Regions from separate parts of the Bos taurus genome. Here region 1 is linked to region 2. Evidence: chromatin contacts called from public Hi-C data. All regions are on one chromosome and are shown on one strand. The core of a region is the stretch at or near the end of the contact, and the rest is flanking DNA. Distances in the headings are between cores, read along the strand shown. Region 1 overlaps CYRIA (CYFIP related Rac1 interactor A). Region 2 has its middle 93 kb from the start of CYRIA.

Evidence for each region. A called contact is a pair of places that touch in the nucleus more often than the background predicts.
Region 1: a Hi-C map of liver shows a contact between it and region 2, with 2.9 times the contacts expected there. The contact joins two enhancer-like sites. A contact is called at or near these places in 4 of 11 Hi-C or Micro-C datasets (blastocyst, liver and skeletal muscle).

The regions. Positions count from the first base shown.
Region 1 is chr11:81,826,802-81,831,165 of ARS-UCD2.0, forward strand. It overlaps CYRIA (CYFIP related Rac1 interactor A), which reads left to right. Exons shown (of 12, transcript NM_001075172.1): 2 at 2,950-3,101. Among named protein-coding and RNA genes, the nearest start is that of CYRIA, 43 kb to the left of the region's middle. Within about 2 kb of position 2,935, at least 5 of the 102 cell types and tissues checked have an H3K27ac peak or open chromatin away from gene starts, as enhancers often do. A contact at or near this core is called in liver, where this site is marked.
Region 2 is chr11:81,690,901-81,695,684 of ARS-UCD2.0, forward strand. No RefSeq gene overlaps it. Among named protein-coding and RNA genes, the nearest start is that of CYRIA, 93 kb to the right of the region's middle. Within about 2 kb of position 2,636, at least 33 of the 102 cell types and tissues checked have an H3K27ac peak or open chromatin away from gene starts, as enhancers often do. A contact at or near this core is called in liver, where this site is marked.

The DNA.
Region 1 (4,364 bases), core at 1,685-4,184, 140 kb after region 2:
TAGTTTAGCTTTCTATTTGTGTGGTTGTTCAGCTTACCAGGTGACTGCCAGCCTCAATGGTGCCCACTGGGAGTTGGGGGCCTTTCGTTGTGTCTGTAATTAAGTAAAGTGAACAAAAGGAAAAGATTCTGGAAGTACTTAGAGTCATGGTCTGGAGGAGACCCAGCATTCTGCTGGCCTTGACACTCTCAGTATTGCGATAGAAGAAAGTGTGATTCTTGCCGGACCCCACTGGGGGAGATCAAGTCCTAATCAAACACATGAAAATGGTTCTAATTTTGAGAGCATTTGAGCAGGACAGGGGTGGGGACGGGATCACACCCCCTGATACTGATTGCCTCGAAAGTTCCCAGGTCCTTTTGTGACACCTCTGGCTTCAGCCACAACCAAGAGGTGAGAGAGGTGGTCTCCCCTGGATTCTTCTTTAGAAAGCCACTGTAGTCAGGGGCCCTGGCACACAGCGCCCGTGGTGGGCACCCTTCTCCTTGGCCTGTGCTCTACTGGGAATTCACGGGCACGACCCCAAAGGTGGAGGAAACTAACTTCTCTCCCCGGCCCGACCCCGATCCCCCCACTCCCCACCCCGCTACCACCGTGACCTGGTTTCCCAAAATGCAAGGCTCAGAAATCCCTTTCTCATCAGGCAGGAGTTGCTGTGTTTTCTCTATCATTTCCTTCCCTTCCCCCGCCACTTCCTGTTTTTTCTTCCCCTTTCTCCACCCCCCATCATCTCTCCAGCCTGTCCCTTGTTGTCCAAGACCAGGAACAGAGGCCGGCCGTTGATAATCATGATTTCCTGACAGGCCCTCTGGCTGCTCGGGGCCAGGCCCAGCCCGGCATCTCTGGGGCACGTGAGCCCTGGTTGGCAGCACACAGGAAGCCAGGGCCCTTCGAGCCTCTTGTCTGAATGAGAATCTAACGAGAATAACCCTTCATGTCCTGACAGCATTAACAGCTGCCAGAGAACTTTCGCCTGCCTTCAAGCTAACACACTGGAAAATAAGACAGCTCCTAGTGTTTTTTGGCCTAATAACTGTAGTCCAGTTTAGATGAACAAAACACGGATTTTGGAGTCAGAGATGAGTCCATGCCTAATTCTGCACCGAATTTTCTTTATGACTCTGCAGGGCATTCTAGTTCTTTCCAACTCAGCTCTAGGTCTAACCTTTTGGGAAAATGGAACTCATGGTACCTTTAGGGGAAGTTTTTGAGGATAAATTAGGAAACTGTATCTATAAGATTCACATGATATGAATGCTTTGCTTCATGAATGTGGGATCCCTTCTTTGGTTTTGATGTTTTGCATAGAGGAGTGGCTGTTCAAATGTACACTGTTCAGAAAAATCACATAATAAAACAACAAGGTCCTACTGTGTAGCGGAGACATTGTTTTGCTGACAAAAGTCCGTCTGGTCAAAGCTATGGTTTTTCCAGTAGTCATGTATGGATGTGAGAGTTGGACTAAAAAGAAAGCTGAGCACCAAAGAACTGAGGCTTTTGAACTGTGGTGTTGGAGAAGACTCTTGAGAGTCCCTTGGACTGCAAGGAGATCCAACCAGTCCATCCTAAAGGAGTTCAGTCCTGGGTGTTCATTGGAAGGACTGATGTTGAAGCTGAAACTCCAATACTTTGGCCACCTGATGCGGAGAGCTGACTCATTGGAAAAGACCTTGATGCTGGGAAAGATTAATGGTGGGAGAAGGGGATGACAGAGGATGAGATTGTTGGATAGCATCACCGACTCGATGGACATGAGTTTGAGCAAGCTCCGGGAGTTGGTGATGGACCGGGAGGCCTGGTGTGCTGCAGTCCTTGGGGTCACAAAGAGTCAGACATGACTGAGCGACTGAACTGAACTGAACTGAACTGTGTAGCACAGGGATCTATGTTCAATATCCAGTAATAAACCATAATGGACACACTCAGATATATGTATATATGTATAACTGAATCACTTTCTCTGGTAGCTCAGTTGGTAAAGAATCTACCTGCAATGCAGAAGATGTGGGTTTGATCCCTGGGTCAGGAAAATCCCTTAGAGGAGGAAATGGCACCCATTCCAGTATTCTTGTCTGGGAAATCCAATGGACAGAGGAACCTGGCAGGCTACAGTCCATGGGGTCGCAAGAGTTGAACACAACTGAGTGGCTAAACTACCACCATAACTGAATAACTTTGCTGTATACCAGAAACTAACACAATATTGTAAATCAATTATAGTTTAACAAAAAAAAAGTGGGGGGAATCACATAATGGATGATATCCATGGGAGGAGAGTCCATGTGTATTTCTGTGTTTTCTTGAAACATGTAGTGACAGATAGACAAAAAGAGACAGAGACAGATCAGCTGACCTAGGGGCTGGGTATACAGACGACTCTCATTAAAAAACCAACTCCACCCACCACTGTGCTCATGGGTCCCTCTCTTCCATAACAGTATTTTTCTAAAGGGAAACAGGGAAAACCATGCCAACCACATGCCTGAGGTGGACTGTTTTACTCATTCAGCTCCCAGGGGGTAATACTACAAAAAACTACAAAAACAGCATTCTGGAAAAAGTGCCACCTCTCTTTTGGAAAATCTGTTTTAAAAAAGAAAAAGAAAAACAGAGAGTTCCATTCAGGGTCAATGACCACTTGTTTGAGAAGTCAGATGGGTCACGTGGCTGCTTTTTAAAAATTTGTTTTAAAATTCCAGAGGCCAAAGAGTCAGAGACACGTTCTGATCTGGAGTCTTCCTCCAAGTGGCAAGACCCTTGAGTGAGGCTCTTTTCTTCTCTGAGCCTCAGTTTCCCCAACTACATGTGACAAGGTTGTTGTGTTTCTTCCGTCCCTGGTAATCGGTGATTCTGGGGCTGTCTCTGCTCTGCGTAAATGAATGTGTTATGGCCAGAGTAGAAGAGGAAATGGCCTCTCCTAGTAACATGACTTGTGTTCCCTTTCTGCAGATTATCACTCACCAGGGAGAGAGAAACCACAGGACTCTCAGGGGCCACAGCCCTGATCTGGGGAGCTAGACTTGTCTTGGCTGAACAGCTGCTCATCTGATTCGTTCCGTCAGCCTGGATTGGTGACTCCGAGTCACGGGAGAGATCTCCAGGTAAGAAACAACTGTCTTTGCTTTTAGCCGACAGCACGGTGATGACCAGCATTTTTAGTGCAGAGAATCTATGATATTCGGGCTTCCAGAATACCCAGAAGTCTCAAGGATGGTCCTTCGGCCAGATTTCTCATCTCTGATTGGAACTCATGCTTCCTTACACCACATACATGTACAAGGAGAAAAAAGAAAAAACAAGGATATAATAAAGAACTGATGTGTATTTCAAAGTAGCTCATTCTGAAGTGGTCAACTGTCCCCAGGTTCTGTAACTGTATTTTGAGTGGGAGCATTTGCTACATGAGTCTTCTGAGTGTTTAGGCAAGAAACAGAGGAGCTTGAAACATGGAGGGGGAGCAGCTCAGAACTGTTGTTGTAGGTTGCTCTGTCCCTACAGAATCCATCTGAGGGTTTCTTTCTGCCCATCCTGGCCATCCAGATTAAGACCAGCAAGGAGAGAAGTGGCTGACCTGGCATGAATTTAAGCCTCATGCCAGAGGCCTGGTTGGTGTCTCACTTGCTATAACATTTTGGGAGGTAAAACCAGCTGAATTTCCAGGTAAATTTGGCACCGCGGTGCACCACTACGGACTATGGTGCCCTTGCCTCTTCCCTCATCGCCAGCACGTTGGCTTTTTCTCTCCCACCGCCTCCCAGTCAGTTTTGGATACTTTTCTTCTTACCTGGAAGGGGAGAGGGTCACACCTACTTGAACCTCTTTGAACATCGGCCTGACACAAGCTGACATTCCTCCCAGGTGACCTAAGATCTGCTGATTTTGTCTGCTGGGACTGTGGGGTATCAGTGCATCTCCTTTAAGCTGGCCCAGGGCACCCACACATCCGAGGTCAGCAGTCACGAAGGAGGTGACAATACGTCCTGATGACCACACGCCCGTTTGTTACTCTTTCAGTGTTTGCTGCTGTTACCTTCTGCTATCTTCTCCTAAAGCTCATCTTTTTCATTTACATATTTTTATTTTCCCCTGAAAAGCAAAATCAGAAGCATTTCATAAAGCTTGACAGTACAGAAGGTAAGGCCAGGTGATTTCGCAGGTATTTTCCAGTTCTGAAGTCCTGGGGTTATTTTGTCCCAGACTTGTTCCTTATGCCAGATTCTCATTCTTGGGGGAACTGATTTGTCTTGTGCTCCTTGCCTTTCTTCCTCTTATGATTTCTTTCCCCCGAGGGGTCCCTGAGTTGTAGCATAATTCAGAGGAAGGAGAAGAGCTTTTGAAATTAGACAGACTTGATTTCACATCTC
Region 2 (4,784 bases), core at 1,386-3,885:
CCAAAGAGAGGCAAGGTGGCCATGTCACATGGCACAGTGTGGCCTCAGAGATGACCAGGTGGAGGGCCCTCACAGGTCACCAGTCCCTTCCTCCTGTTAGAACATGAGGCCCCTCGGCAACCCTCTGACAGTCAGTGCAGAGGACGCTGTTACCATTTGCAGACGAACAGACTGAGGGGCTGAAAGACGACAGTGTGCTTTGTCTTATTCACTCATGTTAGCTAAAGGAATAATCAGATCAACAAACCATCTGTTTTTGCTTTTCTTCATTCTTATTTCTGCCAGCCAGGTCCTCCAGCCTCACTATCTGAACCTGACTGGACCCCCTCCTCCAAAGTCACCCCACCCCATGAGCAAGGCTCACTGCTGCCAGAGGCCCTAAGAGATACTGAGCCCAGCCTTCTTTGTGTGAGCCCTGAGAAAACACCCAGGAAGGAGGTCTATGATTCACAGAGTGGTTACTTGGCACCCGCATTGATAGGCAGTATTTTACACATGGTTTGACTATAACAATTCCATGCAGTATGTGCTATTATTCTCATTTTGCAGACAAAGAAACTGAGGTGTAAGGCAGTGATTAACTCACCTAAATCCAGGTTGCCACTCCAGATAGAGGGAGTCTTTGCACCCAGTCCACTTTCCCAATCTGGACTCCCTACTCCTATCTCCCTCCATCAGGAATTTACTTTCTAATAAAGTAGAAAGACATATCAGTCATTCATTCTAAACAAGGTGGGAAGCACAGTGACAGTGACATGAAGATGTTAACACTTGGGCCCAGACAGGGAGGGGCACCTACTCCACCTTGGCAGGTGAGGAAGGGCTTCCTGCAAGTGGTGAGGTGATGTCAGAGCAGGAGTCCTCAGGAGCTCAGGCACAAGGGTGTTGCCTGTGCTGTAAATAAGACTGCAGCATGTTCTCACTTAAACTCTCTCATGATTTCCATTGCAAGCAGTATACAAACCCACTCACCCCAAGATCTAGTCTTTACATACTTCCCTGGTCTCCGCTCTCTTTACTCTCTCCTTGTCTACTTATTTCCCCCTCTCTGGCCCTCTCTGTGGTGGTACCGGCTAATATTATCCCAGGCTTGCAGATATTGTTTGCACTTACTGTTCCTTTTGCTTGAATTTTTCTTCCCTCCTCATCCTCCTTTGTAGCCAAGCCCTCTCCAGAACATCTTTCTGCTCACCCTTGCCAAAGGTGTCCACTCATAGTTCTTCCTTATTATGTTGTTTTATTTATTATCTTCAAAGCACTTACTAGTACCTGAAATTATTTATCCATCATCTATCTGTCTATATATCCATGTATCTATCTGTTAATCTATCTATCTTCTGTCTATGGGGGTTTCCAGGTGGCTCAGTGGTAATGACTCTTCCTGACAATGCAAAGAGACACAGGTTCGATCCCTGGGTCAGCAAGACTTCCTGGAGGAGGAAATGGCAACCCACTCCAGTATTCTTGCCTGGAGAATCCCATGGACAGAAGAGCCTGGCGGGCTACAGTCCACAGGGTCACAAATAGTCAGATATGACTGAGCAACTGAGCATGAATGCATCTACATATACTTATCATCTATCCATCCATCGCCTGTCTCCCATACTGGAATGTAAGCTCCTTGAGCACAGGACTTTGTCTTGTGAATATCTGATCCCAGTATCTAGGTCAAGCCCTCTGTACATATGGGATGAGTGACTGGTTGCCTGTAGGACTTCCAGCTGCTCAAGGAAGACTTCCTGGAGGAAGGAGGAATATGGTTGGACCCAATTGGTAGACATTTGGAAAAGAGGAAGAAGATTCATTAGAGTAGAGGTTGACTTTTTTTTTTTTTTCTGTAAAGTAGTAATTCAGAAAAATATCAGACATCACAGTTAGCTGCCCTAAAGTCCTAGACTGGATAATTGCCAGTCAAGGAGCCAGGAAACCTGGATTCTTATCCTCACTCTTCAACTAATCTATCGCAAGATTCCCCCTCCCTGGACTTTAGTTTGGCCATCTGAGAAAGGAGTGGTTGGGACTTGACTGATCTCTAAACCACCCTTCAGCTCTCAGATTCCAGGAGGATGAATTTTCAGCATCCTTGCCTAGTCACTGACTACTGAGACTTCAGGCTGGTCCTCCTAGCGTGGCCACACACACTCAGCCTTGCCACCATTGGACAGATGACTCGGGGACAGCAGGGCTTATTCTGAGCCTCAGCCAGGGCCGCAGAGACCCTGCTGTTGTTACACAGCCTGTGTGCTGGGCGGTGAGCCCGGTACTCAGCTTCCTCTGGACGGAGAATTCGGATGTTCACTCTCTGTGCCACCAGGTGGCGCTACTCTCCAAGACACAGTGCCTTCCTGCTAGAAGGTCGTTTGAATGCCCTTGGAGCTGAATGATATGCAAAAAATAGCCCAGGCTGATGGTTGGTAAATATGTTCTGGTGCTGGTGCAGGCTCCCAGGGGATGAGAAGGGGTTGACACATAACCGGATATGAGGAAAAGTGAAACGTGGGAAGGGAGCTGAGGAGAGCAGCCTCCTCTGAGAGACTGGTGCAGCCAGTCGAAGCCGGGTTCTGGGCCGGGGATTGGGCCTGGGGCTCTCCCTTGTGGCTCACTCTGGCCAGTGGTCCCATGGCACCGCCCACAGGCCCACGCCCCAGCCATTGCTCCAGGGCAGCTTCCTCCCCCAGCCCGGTAAACTCCAGGCCACAAGGATGTTGCAATCTTCATTTTTGGAGAGAACACAAGACAGTTGTTTCTTTGACCCAGGGGCTCTGGCCTGCGGGCCCTGCAGCTGTCTCCACAAGAGGCAAAGGCGGGCAGGGGCCAGGGAGAGCCCTGAGCCGACCATCTCATCTGAGGCCCACGCTTACTCTCTGACAAGGGCAACAGGAACCCACCGGACCCTGAATCCCCTGAATCTTTGCCACGGATAGAGGACTGACCCAGGTTTCGGGAGGCGCCCACCAGCGGGCAGCCAGACAAGCGTGTAGATAGGGTGGCAGGGCCCTACAGGAAGGGAGACGAGTGGTTTACGCAGAGGAGAGTGTCCCGCTGTCATTCTGGTGGGGACCTGGCTGGTCAGGAGAGTCTCACGGGGGGCTGGGGGGGGGGGGTAGGAGGGAGAGCGGCGTGGCCGCGGGGCTCGGGCTGGGGCAGTAGGAACCGGAAGTGAGGGAGGAGCCGGAGGAGACAAAGGAACTGGAAGTGAGGGAGATGAGGAAGACAGGGTTCCGGGGTAGGGAGCTGTGGGAGCAGAAACCCCGGGTCTCAGAGGAGAGCCTGGAGCCTGGGGGTGGAAGCATTCGGCAAAGCAGGGACTTTGATTTGCGGTGAAGAGGCATCTAACACATAGGTAGAGAGCAGACTGGAGAGGCAGGAGGTAAAGCCTGTGGGCGCCGTGGTTAAGACCCCAACGTTGTTTGACAGCAATGGACGGTTGTTGAAGGGCTTGAAGCAGGAGAGTGACGTGGTTGGACCATCTAGAGGGATGAACACGACTGTGCCGTGGTGCTGGGTTGAACTGGACGAAGTGGGGCAGACCTGAGCTGGGCTGGCTGATGGGAGCTTTACAGCAAGACAACGATGCCGACGAGGCCACGAGGGCAGAAAGAAGGCAGAGAAGGGGGTACCCCAGGAAAAGGCAATATCAGCCAAAGAAAAGCGAGCCCCGTTGGTTGGGCAGCAGTCATCGTTTTGGTACAACTATGAAAGACAAATCTTCTAGGTGAAATTTATGTGGAAATTAGCCTGCAATTTCCCCTGCTAACAGCGGGGGATATTCGAAGATCTTGTCATCCTCTGTTTTTGTTCACTGATTTTCTTTGATGAAATCATTTGAAAATCCCAAGTTTAATATGAGTCGAGATGGCTCAAACCTCAGCCGTATGCACAGTGTCATTTCCCATTTCTCAGGAGTAACTGGTCTCAATGAAGCATCAAAAACAAACAGACGAGATGGAGCCAGAATCAAACGGCAGGAAAAAAAAAATGTGATGATGAAGCACGTGGGTCAGGGAACTAGTTACTTTCCAGTTGTTTTTACTTACTGTTCCCTCAGTCCTCCAGGCCTTGTCCATCTCTCCCTCTTCCATCCAGGATCACCTGGACCAGAGGCAGCCTGGAGTCAGGGAGACATGCCAACCACTGGACACTCGAGAAGGCCTCTTTATGAGACCCATGACTCACATTTGCTGGATCCATCTGCTCCCCGAACTCTTTACAAGACCACTGCAGGGTCCTGGTGGCTCTTCCTGCAGCAGAATTCTCCAGGGAGGAAAAGTGGGATCCAGCCTGAAGAATGGGTTTGCAGCACTCCCTTCCTTCTGCAGTGCCATCATCTGTGGTCACGTCCACAGCTCTGGAAGGGGCGTACATGCTAAGTCGCCTCAGTCGTATCCATCGTTTTGTGACCCCATGGACTGTTATCTACCAGGCTCCTCTGTCCATGAAATTCTCCAGGCAAGAAATACTGGAATGGGTTGCAATTTCCTACTCCAGGGGATCTTCCCAACCCAAGGATTAAATCCACACCTCTTATGTCTCCTGCATTGGCAGGTGGGGTCTTTACCACTAGGGCCATCTAAAGGGGTAGAGCAACCGAAGTACAAAGTACAAGCCTGGCCCCTAAAGTGGGACTCTGTCATTGACAGGATCCCACTGGTGTTATCCATGTGCAACATGCCACTGACCAAAGTCCCCAGAACACTAGAAACAAGTAAAGGAGAATATAGTCTTTGAAAGGCTCAACTGAGGAGTTAGTTTGGGGTGTCATGGTTCTCTCTGTCACCCACTAA